Regions from separate parts of the Sus scrofa genome. Here region 2 is linked to region 1. A link is a contact called in public HiChIP or PLAC-seq data. All regions are on one chromosome and are shown on one strand. Each heading gives the region's core, a stretch centred on a gene start, on an enhancer-like site or on the middle of the called end of the contact. The rest is flanking DNA. Distances are from core to core; before and after follow the strand shown.

Region 1 (6,678 bases), core at 1,579-4,078:
GAGGCCCCTGCGTGTGGAGAGGTTGCTGGGTGAGGAGTGGTCCTTGCAAATGCAGAGGCCCCTGCGTGTGGAGAGGTTGCTGGGTGAGGAGTGGTCCTTGCAAATGCAGAGGCCCCTGCGTGTGGAGAGGTTGCTGGGTGCTCGGACGGGAAGGTCCCTGCGGACGGAGAGGCCTCAGCCCCTGTCTTCCCCAGCTTGGCGGTGCTGACGGTCAGGTGGAGACCAGGAGAAGCTACAAGTCCAAAAGCAACGCCTCAGCACCTTCCCTGCTCCTGGATTCCCAGCATCCCCGGACCTCTGACACTTGACCCTTGAACCCTAGTCTCCCCAGGACCAATTTCTCAGAACACCCCCTGCTACAGGACCCCCCCCCCGCCCAGGAAGCAAACAGAGGCCACAACGAAGCCGTTTTGAGCAAGCAGGCCACCTGGGCCTGGCTCTCAGCTCCCCCTTTTGCAATGCAGCCTGCTCCCTCTATCGTGGGGAGGTGCACTCCCCCCACCCCCATGACCCTGAACGCACCCCAAGGAATGAGGGACGTTTGTTACCTGGGAAGACGTGCAGAGAGACCGAGAAACTATCATCGAGGCCCAGCCTTTGGATCCCGCAGAAGTATTGCCCCTCGTCCTCCAGGGTGAGGTTCCTCAGGATCACCTTGAACCTGAGCTCCCAGGGGCTGTCGTGGACGGACACCCTGCCTTCCTGGCCATATTCTCCTGAGAAAACAGTCCCTGAGCAGCGGGCGATGAGGTACCCGATCTTCCTGCACCAGTATTTCCTGTGCGTCTTCAGCGCCTCCCCGTAGGTGCACTGCAGGGACACGGTGTCACCTACGAATCCACTGATCTCCTTCGGGCCCACCAGGGTTCCGTAACCTGAAACCACGGCAGGGGGTGAAGGGTGGAATTCCCTGATTCAAGTATCAGGGTCAAGACCAGAAGGCTGGAGTTCCCATCATGGCGCAGTGGTTAACGAATCCGACAAGGAACCATGAGGTTGCGGGTTCGATCCCTGCCCTTGCTCAGTGGGTTAACGATCCAGCGTTGCTGTGAGCTGTGGTGTAGGTCAAAGACATAGCTCGGATCCCGTGTTGCTGTGGCTGTGGCATCGAAGGCCAGTGGCTACAGTTCTGATTAGATCCCTAGCCTGGGAACCTCCATATGCCATGGGAGCAGCCCTAGAAAAAGGCAAAAAGACAAAAAAAAGACACAAAACCAGAAGGCTTTCCTCAATCACCCCCTTGTGAGGGCAGCCCTGGGAAGAGCTGGTACTCCACTCTACCCCAGAGAGAGCTTGGGACAGGTTTCCCTAAACCTGGTGTATTGAAGGCTGGTGATGGGGAAGCTCTTGATTCAGCCAGCCTGGAGTGTGAATCCCAGCACAGCCACTTAGTAAACTGTGTGACCCTGGGGAAATTGCTTGACCTCTCTGGGCTGCTGAATTTTCTCACCTGTAAATGCTGGTCATGTCTGATTTCATGGAATTAAGATGCTATTATAGGCAAGATCCACTATAATTTTATATAACATTAAGAAACAAACACTGTCAATTGAGCAACTGCATCTCATTTGTTTTTTCTTTTTAGGGCTGCACTCGCGGCATACGGAAACTCCCAGGCTAGGGGGCGAATTGGAGCTACAGCTGCCAGCCTAAACCACAGCTCACTGCCGCGCTGGATTCCCCACCCCACTGAGCCAGGCCAAGGGGTCAAACCTGCATCCTCATGGATCCTAGTCAGTTCATTAACCACTGAGCCACAAAGGGAACTCCCTGCATCCTGTTTTTATGTTGAAGATAAAGGGTTTTTTTTTAAAAAAAGCAGACTTGTGAATCGATGAGACAGAAGAACTTTTTACCTTTCGGGGTAGTTGAACGTGGCATAGCAGAAGTTCAAAAAATTTTTGCTGAGTTTTACGTGGCAACCATATAAAGGGTGTCTTTTGGGCATCCTGGCTTGGCACAGAGTCAAGAAAAGAAGACCCAAAGCGACATAAAGCTGCTTTCACAGCCACTCAGCCACCAAGGGTCTAGACCCCACAGGTCTGGGGGAAGATCTGACTCTGGGTTCCAGAAACAGCAAGTGCAGGCTCCCTCTGAGGACTGAGGGCAAGTAGGGTGGGGTGAAGCCTGGAAGGATCAGGTGGTTGGGTTGGGTCACAGCCTCAAGGCTCTGCTGGGGGTGGGGAGGGGGGAAAGAAAGGAAATGTAGGTTCCGGAGGTTTTGTCCCTGCAGACCCAACGCGCGGGAACGAGTCCCCGCATCCCTCCACCCGCGCCCCCCTCTCACCTGGGAGCACGAGGCAGGCCCACAGCAGGACGAGCGGCCGCATGGTGAGCGCTGGCCGCGCGGGAGCGCACACTGGGAGCTGGGAGCTCCTCTCCACCGCCGCGCTGCGCGGGGCTTCGACTTCCTCCAGAGGGGATGCCGAAGAGGAAGGCAGGGGAGGGGCCGCGCGGGTCACCCCTCTGCGCCCCAGCGCCGGACCGGAAGGCGCCTCTGCCTTTCCCTCCGTGCACTTCTCCCAACCCGTGCCCTTGCAGGGGGTCTTAACCATGCCCCTGGCCACGCACCCCGGAGGGTCTGTGCGCACCATTCGGGGAGTCCATGAATCTCGGTGGGAAACATCTTGACTTTCACTAACCTTTAAGTGATATTTATCTTTTCCTTATGAGTGTCGTGTTCGCAGCGCTGTGACTTTGTCACCAATGAACATCACACATTAGCACTTTAAGTTGTCACCAATCGCTTGAAATACTGCTGTGCACGCACCTCACTACTTGGAAAATTGTGTGCTATTAGATTTGCCTCTACGGTTTTACGCAGTTACAAATTACATAATTATTACACAGCCATTAATATTTTGGTAACCACTTCAATATTATTATTGGTCTTTTAAGCATATGTATTTCATGTTATATGTTTAAAAGATCATTACGCTAACACGTGATCCGTAGGCTTCACCAGACTGCCAAACGGTCAAAGGTACATAGGTCCCTCCTTCCCACGGCCTCCCTGGGGGCGCAGTACCGCCCTCGGCCACGCGGCGGCAGTGCAAGCGGGGGTGAAGGAAGCTGAGCGGGGTACCTGCAGCCCCCTGCAGGCCCCGCGAAAAGGCGGCTCTCCCCAGGAGCGCTGAGCTGTCCGGGAGTTTAAAAAAGTGAATTAGAGGTTTTTTGTCACAGAATTGAATCCTTAGGGGTAAGAGAAAAAAACAAAAACAAAAACAAAAAGACCCACGCACTCTAGAAGGGGTCCTGACATATAGTTTTCCAAAATAGCTCTGTGGGGTCTTTTTCCTTATTGCAAAGGTTATACAAGTTGTAAGCAAAATTTTACACAGTGCAGAAATGCTTAAAAAAAAAAAAAGGAATTCTCTGGTGGCTCAGTGGGTTGGGATCAGGTGTTGTCACTGCTATAGCTTGGCTTTGACCCCTGAGTAGGGAACTTCCGCATGCTGTGCACCAGGGGGAAAAAAAAAAGAATGGGAACGTCTCCTGTTATTCTCCTTCTTTCTTAGAAAACCACTGTTAATATTTTGACATATATACCTCCACATAAACAGGTGGAATTTTTACCCACTTGCCGGGCTGGTATTTGAGGCATTAACTCAGTGCTTCTGGGAGGGGAGCCTGTGTGTGTGATTCTGATGATGTGGAAGATTTTTTTTCTTTTGGCTGCGCCCATGGCATGTGGAAGTTCCCCAGCCAGGGATCGAATCCGTGCCACCAGCGTCAAGGCCTGATCCTTAACCTGCTGAGCCACCAGGGAACTCCACGTAGTAGATATGTTTTAATTTTACTGTTAAAATTAAACGGGGGTGCTGCTGGCATTTAATGGACAGGGCCAGGGGTCACATAGCTGAAAACTCTGTTATGATCACAGACTACAAAGGGTAATCAGTTTTTGCAGTTTTACCAACACAGCTTAAAATGTATTTATTCTGGTGTTTAATAGCATATCTCTGCTCTTTTGGGGGGGGTCCTTATACAGGGTAATTTCCTGATCTTGTTATTTTTCTGGAATCCTAACTTGACACTTGAAATCTGTGTTATTTGGTTAAAAATTGTTTCCCTTTGATTTTTTTCCCTTCTGTTACAGCTTAGGCATCATATTGTGGTTTTTAAAAACGAAGAGTGTGAAAAGGCCCATTATTTATGATGGCCACTGTGGGGAGAGTAAACGAAGTGTTTTTTTATTTTTTTGTCTTTTTGTCTGTTTAGGGCCACACCTGCGGCATATGGAGGTTCCTAGGCTAGAGGTCCAATCTGAGCTGTAGCCGCCAGCCTACACCACAGCCACAGCAACACCGGATCCGAGCCGCGTCTGTGACCTACACCACAGCTCATGGCAATGCCGGATCCTTAACCCACTAAGCGAGGCCAGGGATTGAACCCGTAACCTCATGGTTCCTAGTCGGATTTGTTAACCATTGAGCCATGATGGGAACTCCAGAAGTGTTCTTTTTATTTTGACAAGAGGGTGTCGGGTCTGCTGTGCAGCACCCCAACACCTGGCTCCCTTCGAGTGTATTGTGAGGTCCGTCCCTCCACCCTGCCAGCCCCACACCTGGCCAGGAGCAAGGTTCGAGGGCTCTGTTAGAAAGAGATCTCCAGGCCCAGAAGTGGTACAAGAGCTGGGGAGAAGGCCCAAGATCGGGGCACTGGTCTGGGCTCTGCCACTGGTCCCATGTTGTACTGGGGCCAATGAGTAGAACCCCGCCTCCTCCATACACAGTAGGTTTGGGGATCTGAAGGGAGAGGACACTTGCTTCCTGCTTCCCGGAGCTCTGGAAGGTGCCCTGCCCTCACAGCCTAGGAGAGCAGGGGGCAAACTGTTTCCTGGACCAGTGAGCTTGGGGCAGTCTCGCCACATCCTCATGGCATCCGTAAGCCCAAGAATGGTTTGGCCATGCTTGGTGTTGCCATGGCTGGGATGAAGGGATGGGGCAGCCGGCATGGGGAGGAGGAAACAGCCACACCGGAGCCCACAGGAAGCCGGAGAGTCTAGCAGATGCCAGCAGGGGCAGATGAAGAGGAGGGTGTGGAGAGAGACCCAGGGTGTTGTTTATATCCAACAACGACGGGGGAGGAGTTCCTGTTTTGGTTCCGTGGTAACGAACACGACTCGTATCCATGAGGACGTGGGTTCCATCCCTGGTCCTACTCAGTGGGTTAAGGATCCGGCGTTGCTGTGGCTGTGGTGTAGGCCGGCAGCTGCAGCTCCAATTCAGCCTCTAGTCTGAGAACTTCTGTATGTGGAAACTGTGGCCCTAAAAAAGAAAAAAAAAAAAGGGGATGAGCCACAAGCTGGAGAGAGCCCGGATCCCTGAGTCACCACTTGGAAGAGAGCTCCCTCTCTTCCAAGCCAACAGCAAGATTTGGTGTGAGCAAGAGATAGATTTTGATGTGTTTGGCCACTGAGACTTTGGTTTGTTTCTGGGGCAAAGCTTAAATGCCACAGCTTTGGAGTTCCCGTCGTGGCGCAGTGGTTAACGAATCCGACTAGGAACCATGAGGTTGCGGGTTCAGTCCCTGCCCTTGCTCAGTGGGTTAACGATCCGGCATTGCCGTGAGCTGTGGTGTAGGTTGCAGACGCGGCTCGGATCCCGCGTTGCTGTGGCTCTGGCGTAGGCCAGTGGCTGCGGCTCTGATTCGACCCCTAGCCTGGGAACCTCCATATGCCGCAGGAGTGGCCCAAAGAAATAGCAAAAAGACAAAAAAATAAAAAATAAAAAATAAAAAAAAAATAAATGCCACAGCTTTTTGTTGTTTCACATGTATTTCATCCTCTGATTCACCTAAAGCTTCCCCTCCCCAACCAGTGGCAAACTCAACTGTTCAACTTCCTCCACTGTACAAATCTGACAACTGCTTTCAAGATTTTCTTCTTCTTCTTTTTTTTTTTTTTTTTTTGGTCTTTGCTGCACCCATGGCATATGGAGGTTCCCAGGCTAGAGGGGTGGAACCAGAGCCGCAGCTGCCAGCCTAACTACAGCCATAGCAATGCCAGATCCGAGACTGGAGCTAGTGGCAACACTAGATCCTTAGCCCATTGAGCTTGGCAGGGATGGAGCCTGTATCCTCATGGGTACTAGTTGGGTTCGTTACTGCTGAGCCACAACGGGACCTCTGCTTTCAAGATTTTTATGTTGACTATTTTAAGGAGTTTTTACTTCTAGGAATGCCAGTGGGGCCATGGGGGAGGGCAGCAATGTAAGACTAAGTACTTAGGATCTTCCTCCTTCAGAAGCTGGATAAAATAGACATATATTTTAAAATATTCTCAAAAACCTTGAATGCTAATGCAATGTGGTGTCTTGGATTGGATCCCAGAAGAAAGAAAGGGTATTAGAAAAACTAGCTCGGAGTTCCCATCGTGGCTCAGTGGTTAACGAACCCTACTAGCATCCATGAGGACGGAGGTTCAATCCCTGGCCTTGTTCAGTGGGTTAAGGATCTGGCGTTGCTGTGAGCTGTGGTGTAGGTTGCGGATGTGGCTCGGATTCTGAGTTGCTGTGGCTGGGGTGTAGGCCAGCAGCTGCAGCTCCAATTGGACCCCTAGCCTGGGAGCCTCCATATGCCTCAGGTGCGGCCCTAAAAAGACCAAACAAACAAACAAAAAAAGGTCCCAATCCCAGAGTTCCCCCTGTGGCACAGTGGGTTAAGGACCCGGTGTTG
Region 2 (6,678 bases), core at 1,113-3,612, 52 kb after region 1:
ACTGGCGAGGGAGGAAAGAGAGCAGTGTTATGTCACAGGTGCCTTCTTATAGCCTAGGAGAACCTGCTCACATTCTATCTAGATGGTGACCCTGATTAAAACATTACGTTTGAATTCTGAACTAATCTAGTTCAGGAATTTTGGTTCAGGTTAATTTCCCAAACTGACATCTTCTGAAGCATTTGGAGCAGAAACAAAGAAATGGTGAGGGCAGGGAAAAATACAATTTAAAGAGATAAATGTCCTTTGAATCCAATGAAAGAGGCTTTCTCCCTAGTCTTTCCAATATGACTAGTTTGGCTATGGGGTGCTGAAGTACTATCCTCCGTCAAGCTTACTTTGGCTTTAAAAAGTTACATGAGAAGTTCCCGATGTGGCGCAGCGGATAATGAATCCGACTAGGAACCATGAGGTTGCAGGTTTGATCCCTGGCCTTGCTCAGTGGGTTAAGGATCTGGCGTTGCCGTGAGCTGTGGTGTGGGTCGCAGACATGGCTTGGATCCCGCGTTGCTGTGGCTCTGGCGTAGGCCAGCAGCTACAGCTCCGATTCGACCCCTAGCCTGGGAACCTTCATATGCCGCGGGTGCGGCCCAAGAAATGGCAAAAAGACAAAAAGACAAAAAAAAGTTACATGAGCATTTCCATCAAGTAAACCCCCTGGTGGCAGATAAATTTTGTCACTGATGCTAATGCCCTCATGCAGATAAAGCCATATCATTGCAAAGCCATGAACTGGTCTGGTTTACCCGCAATACCTCTAAAGTGGGCCCTTCCAGAACCCTAATTGCAGTGTCCAGTTCAAATTGCCCCACGTACCTATTTGTATTCTATTCTTATGGAATACATAGTGGCCAAAGTCCAGTTTCTTCCTGAATGATGTGGTCTGTCTATGATTAGAGACGATTACAGGGTAGGCCAGATAATCCAGGGAACTGTTCATCTTCTCTTCCTAGTCTCACTTCAGAAATAAGGCACCCACGCTCCTCTGTGAGGTACTTAGCTGTCCCCATGACCGGTTGTCATAGTTACTCAGTTATGACATCAGGGACAGGTTCCAGGGAAGAAGGAGGAGCAGTGGAGCATGCCAGGCTGTCCCTGGACTTCTCTTTTGAAAGCTAATGTAGGTTCAAGTCAAGATGAGGGCTGACATTAGAAAGTTTCCCACTTGCCTGGTATGCAGTGCCACCAATAGCAGCAGGAAGAGGTATGGTGTCTGGGAAGGCCAGAAAGGCACTGGGGTGGGGGTGGGGGGATGGAGAAATCTAGCCCTGGTTACGCTTGGACTCTAAGCCAAGTAATCTCCCCGGCAATGGTTTCCCTGAAGGTATGAGCCCACAGCTGTTTGCAGAGGTGAAAGATGAACTTGATGATTTGATTCCATGTCTTCACTTTTGCAGATGAGGCGAAAGTCCAGAGCAACAGCCAAGCTGCTCTAGAACAAGTTAGTGGAAGAACAAGTTCAGGATGTGGGTTTCCTGAATTCTCAGGACCACGGATGTTTTTTGGAGACGTTGGGCTTCGGGTGAGCTGCCATTGGGGGAGGTCAGAGACCTGTCGCTTTTGCTGGTAGTGGGATCTCGTAAATGATGAGTTGCTGACATCGTGTGGCTCATAGTGGGCTGGCAGCTGCTCCAGGAAGGGCTGCAAAGGAGCGGGATGCATCTCCACACCGGCACTGGGCGTAGCACCTAGTAAGTGTCCTATGCAATTGCTGATAAAAACAGGGAGAACACCTCCCCAGTGCTCACTATGTGGAGCCCGGGGGTTTCCTGGAATGCTACATTTAATCTTTCAAACAACCCTAGGAGTTAGGGGCTAAACCCCATTTTTTCAGCAAAAAAAAAAAGTTACATCATTCCCCAGGGCTACCTATGCTTGCTTGCAGAGCCCAAGCTTTAAGTACGATGCCGACTCTCATTGAAGGTTGGAAGAAATGTGCCCCAGAGTTGGGCTTCTCAAACGTTAACCTTCGCAGAGATTTCCAGGGAGGCTTGTAAAATGCTTATTCTCCTTCAGCAGGTCTGAGCTGGGGTGCAGATTCTGCTTTCCTGGCCAGCTCCCGGGTAATACCAGAGCTGCTGGTCTGCAGCCGGCAGTCCGAGCTCCCAAACGGAACCCGTGTGTCCCTGAATTCCTGAAAAACCGAGGGACACTTGGTGTGCCGCGGTCCAGAGGAACTTTTATTGCGCCCCGCATTTCGTCCAGTGGCGGTACCGGACTGCCGCGCCTTAGCGGGGGGTGGAGGTGGGACGAAGACCATCGCCCCTCCCCGAACCCCGGCCGGAGCTCCAGAGCCGCAGCATCTCCGCCCGCGGACGCAGGCCTCGGAGTCTTCCCCCGCGTCCGCCCGGCGCCTGGCGGCGCGCGTACCTCCCAGAAGCGGAACGCGCCTGGCCGCCCGCGCTCCGCCGCTTTCCGCGCCCGGCGGGCCCGCCTCCGGGGCGGGACGGGGCGGGTCCCGGCTCCGGAGCCCCCGCCCAGCTGACCCGGCCGCTCTCCCCTCGCTCGCGGTTGCCCCGGCGTGCAGGGCCCGGCCGCCGCCATGTCGGGCCCGGTGGAGCTCTCGGTGCAGGATCTCAACGACCTGCTCTCGGACGGCAGCGGCTGTTACAGCCTCCCAAGCCAGCCCTGCAACGAGGTCACCCCCAGGATCTACGTGGGCAACGCGTGAGTCGCCGCTCCCGGGTCGCAGCCCCGCCAGCCCCTCCCCGGGGCGCCCCGCCCACCAGAGGGCTGGGGTGGGGGCGTCGGCGGGCGTGGGTGGGGGGAGCCGGGGCGGGGTCCCTCCTCCGGAAGCCGCGGCGGGGGCTGGGCGGGGGCTGAAGTCGCCGCCCACCGCCTCGCTTGGGGCCGAGGGGCCGGACCCCGCCCCGGCCCAGCGCGGTCCTTCCCTTCGCGTGATGCCCGGGGTCGGGGGTGCTCGGCCAGCCCGATGTCCAGTCCGAAGCCCACTCTCCAGGGGCACGGCCCTGGGCGGGGTCGGGGCTACCAGTTTCATTTAACAGGTGGCCCTCTGTCACCCGGCCGGTCTCCGGCCCCGCGTGTCATGTGACAGCTGCCTGGTTCTGCAGTGAGGTCACCGCGGAATGTCTGCCTTTGCTCCCTTGGCAACGGGCTGACGTCACACTTCGGGCGTGGAACTTTCCTGGCCGGGCAGGCCCAGGGCCGGGAATTGAAAGATCCCAAACTCGGGATCCAGGGACCCGGGCCTTGGTTTTCTCGCTTCTCCCCCAGCTTTCCAAATAGGGTGTGATGTACCTGAAGTTCTAGAACAATCCAATGATAAACCCCCTAAGGACCTGAACCATCACTTAGAAAAGGCTGCGGACCTTCTCCCCATCAGGAAGTGCATTTATTATTTATCCCTTAGGAGTTCTTACCAAATTGATTTTTTCATTTTCTCATAGTCAAACTACCAGTAAGAATTTCTGAGCGGCAGGAGGGAACCAGTGTTGCCCGTTCTGAGAGGTGCTGAAATACCAGCCAAAAGGCAAAAATAGATTACCATGCCTGTACAGCCGTGGGAGGGCACGGGTTGGATTTTCCTGAGACTCTGAGAATCCAGTTCCAAGGACTGCCGTACAAATGGGGGTCATCGTGGAGCTAGGGGGTCTGGAAGGCAGTTTCCAGCTTCACGAGGCCGGTGTTATCCATTTAATCATTTACCATATTGAGCCTCCCTGTGTGTTGGGCATTGAACAAGGCTCATTCACAGTAGAGTTACTAGTGTTAATGATAAAGCTGTTGAATGTTGCTGTTGGCTTAGTGTAAGAGAAGGGAGCTGCATGGTAGGGACTCTTCAAAGTTGTTTTAGTGTTTAAAAAATTTTTTTTATTATGGTTGATTTACATTGTTCTGTCCATTTCTGCTGTACAGCAACGTGACCCAGTCATACATAGATAGGTATACACTCTTTTTCTCACACTGTCTTCCTTGATGTTCTATCACAATATATTAGTGTTTTTTTGAAGGAGCCACTGCTTTATAGTGTAGTGCAGGGTTGTGATAGCCAAAGGCACCCTGCAAAGTTCTGAGGAGAAGCCGCTCTCCAGCCACTCAAGCAGCAAGTGGCCTTGGCACGCTGGGAATCCCTGTTCTCTTAGGCATCTTGGCCCCTTCAGCTGTCACCACTTCCCAATCGAAAACCAAGGTTGTGACTATCTGGTGGTAGTCACAGGTGACAGGTGCTGATGGCCACTGGAGAAAACACATCCTTTGCCCTTGAGTAAATCTGACCTTGACATCTGACCCACCCTTGTGTGGGGTGCTTAGCAAGAAGGATTGACTGAGTACCAGTATCACCCCTGCACCCCAGGGTTGGGAGTGCCTTAAAAGCAGGGCTCCTGATCAAAGCTCACAGGGCGGAGATGAGCCTGGATGAGCCACGTTTTCTGGCTCTCGGGATTTGCAGTTGATGTGGGCACGAGAGGCAGAGTGAGGGAGAAGATGGAGCAGGGCTGGTGTCAGGAGGAAGGAGGGCTCCTCCCAGCCCTGCCGCACAGCAGCCGGTGTCAGCACACACACACACATATCCTTCCGCTGTCCCATCAGGCCAGAGTTTAAGCTCTGTCCTTCCTTCCTCACCGGGCTGCTGTGACAGGCAAACAAGACCATGCAAGAGAAGGCGTTTTGTAACGTATAAACCGCTGTTTGAATTGGGACGTTGTTGTGAGATGAAATAAAGGAGGCCTTTGACTATTCAGATCGAATGTTTTGTAACCCCCATGGTTCTGTTGGGGCCACTTGCTCCCCGAGTGCTTACTCATCCGAGAGAGCTGCAGAAAGGTGGCAAGTGGCTATGGCAGGAAGCACCCCTCTGGGGGACGGAAGGGGGCCGCTGCACTTTCTAATTCAAGGAAGAGGCTGCCTGGGATGTGCTGATTTCATTCTTCCCTGACTCATCACATGTTCGTTCAGCGCCTAGAGTGTACAGGTGCCATAGCATTTGCTGGACATAGAGACATGGAGCAGATGTGGCTCCTCCCTCGAGGAGCTCACACCCTGGGCAGCTAAGCAAATAAGCACAATCGAGCTTCAGGATAGTGGCACTGACCTCCGCGTCAGGCCCTGTCTATAGAACAGCTCATTTGACCCTCTGAACAGCCCCAGGAGTAGGTACTGTTATCATCCCCATTTTACAGATGGGGGAACTGAGGCACGGAAAAGTTATGTGGCTTGTTTGCAATTGCCTGGCTTACGGTGTGTGGCAGCGCTGGAGTCAGATCCGGGCAGTCTGGCTCCAGAGCCCATTTTTAGCCACCTCCACGGGGCAGGGAGCCTGATGCCAAATGGAGTGGAGGGGAGAGCAGGAAATACTGCCGAGGGTGATGAAAAATGAGAGGGTGCGTGTCCGAGAAGAAGGTGGAGAAATGCATTCCAGGCAGAGGGAACAGCGTGGGCATGAAAGCACCCAGTCTATTTGGGGCATGTCATTAGATCCGGCTAGAGTGAGGGCAGAGGGTCATAAGCTGGGGCTGGAGGAGCCGGCAAGGGCCAGAGCATGGAGGGTTCCTTGTGGGGTCAAGAGGCTTAGGATCTTCTCCAGCTTCCTCCCCCGAAGGCTGCCAGGTGGTCTGTTGACCATCCCCCGCTGCTGTCTCCTGTCCAGGTCTGTGGCTCAGGACATCCCCAAGCTGCAGAAACTGGGCATCACTCATGTCCTGAATGCGGCTGAGGGCAGGTCTTTCATGCACGTCAACACCAATGCCAACTTCTACAAGGACTCAGGCATCACCTACCTGGGCATCAAGGCCAACGACACGCAGGAGTTCAACCTCAGCGCCTACTTTGAAAAGGCGGCGGACTTCATCGACCAGGCCCTGGCTCAGAAGAATGGTAAGGGACCCGCCACCCAGGAAACCGTGGGAGGCAGCTTTGAGTGGACTTTTTCTAGAAAACGAGCCCCCGACAGACCTCCACTTGGAAAGCCTGGCGTTTCCTGTCTCTTATGTTGAATGACCGAGAGCTTTTGGTCTCTCCTCGCTCTCTCTGCTCACTTGGCTGCCTGTCACATGGCCCCATGTCACCCAGGGTGTACACACCTGTCACACAGCAGCGGCCCCCGGGCCCTGGTGTTTGATCTGACTTTGGCTGAGGGTGGATTGCCAGCCCCTTGCCCCTATTCCGATAGCTGCAATAATGAGGGTTTATTACGTCTGTGATAAGAAATCCTGAAGGAGTCCTGATGCCACCAAAGGGCTGGCTGGTTGGGCAGCTGTCTGGTGGTGTCAGGACTCCTCTGCCATCCTCAGTGTTGGGGACTCCTCGTGTGGTCCCGGGATGGCTGTGGCAGATCTGGTTCCCACCTCCCAATAGGACAAAGTGCAGCAAAACACGAGGCCACCATGTCTTCCTCGTGTCTCTTTTCTCAAGAGCCAGTAAAACATTTTCTAGAACCCCTGCAATGGAGTCCCCCTCCCACCCCACTGGTTAAAACTGGGTCACATGAATACCTGGCAGGGGGAAGAGGGTAGCCGTGATTGACTGAGGCCACAAGTCAGCAAACTTTGGCCCAGTTTTTATTTAATTTTTAATTTTTATTACTTGTAGTTCTTAGGGCCAGGCCCATGGCATATGGAAATTCCCAGCCTAGGGGTCCAGTTGGAGCTGCAGCTGCCGGCCTACACCACAGCCACAGCACCTTGGGATCCAAGCCATGTCTGTGACCCAGCCACAGCT

The links. HiChIP or PLAC-seq counts read pairs in DNA pulled down with a chosen protein or histone mark.
Region 2: a contact with region 1 is called in an H3K27ac HiChIP or PLAC-seq map of skeletal muscle. The contact joins the promoter of C12H17orf105 here to the promoter of CD300LG in region 1. A contact is called at or near these places in 11 of 47 Hi-C or Micro-C datasets (embryonic fibroblasts, epiblast stem cells, fetal heart ventricle and 6 more) and 2 of 2 datasets of contacts at active chromatin or transcription factors (alveolar macrophages and skeletal muscle).

What each region holds. Positions count from the first base shown.
Region 1 is chr12:19,281,577-19,288,254 of Sscrofa11.1, forward strand. CD300LG (CMRF35-like molecule 9) reads right to left here and starts at 2,829. Exons shown (of 7, transcript XM_021066907.1): 1 at 2,288-2,829; 2 at 549-875; 3 at 1-232. The coding sequence starts at 2,594.
Region 2 is chr12:19,333,859-19,340,536 of Sscrofa11.1, forward strand. C12H17orf105 reads right to left here and starts at 2,363. Exons shown (of 6, transcript XM_003131374.6): 1 at 817-2,363; 2 at 1. The coding sequence starts at 940. It overlaps DUSP3 (dual specificity protein phosphatase 3), which reads left to right and starts at 2,450. Exons shown (of 3, transcript XM_003131360.6): 1 at 2,450-2,667; 2 at 5,609-5,835. The coding sequence starts at 2,543.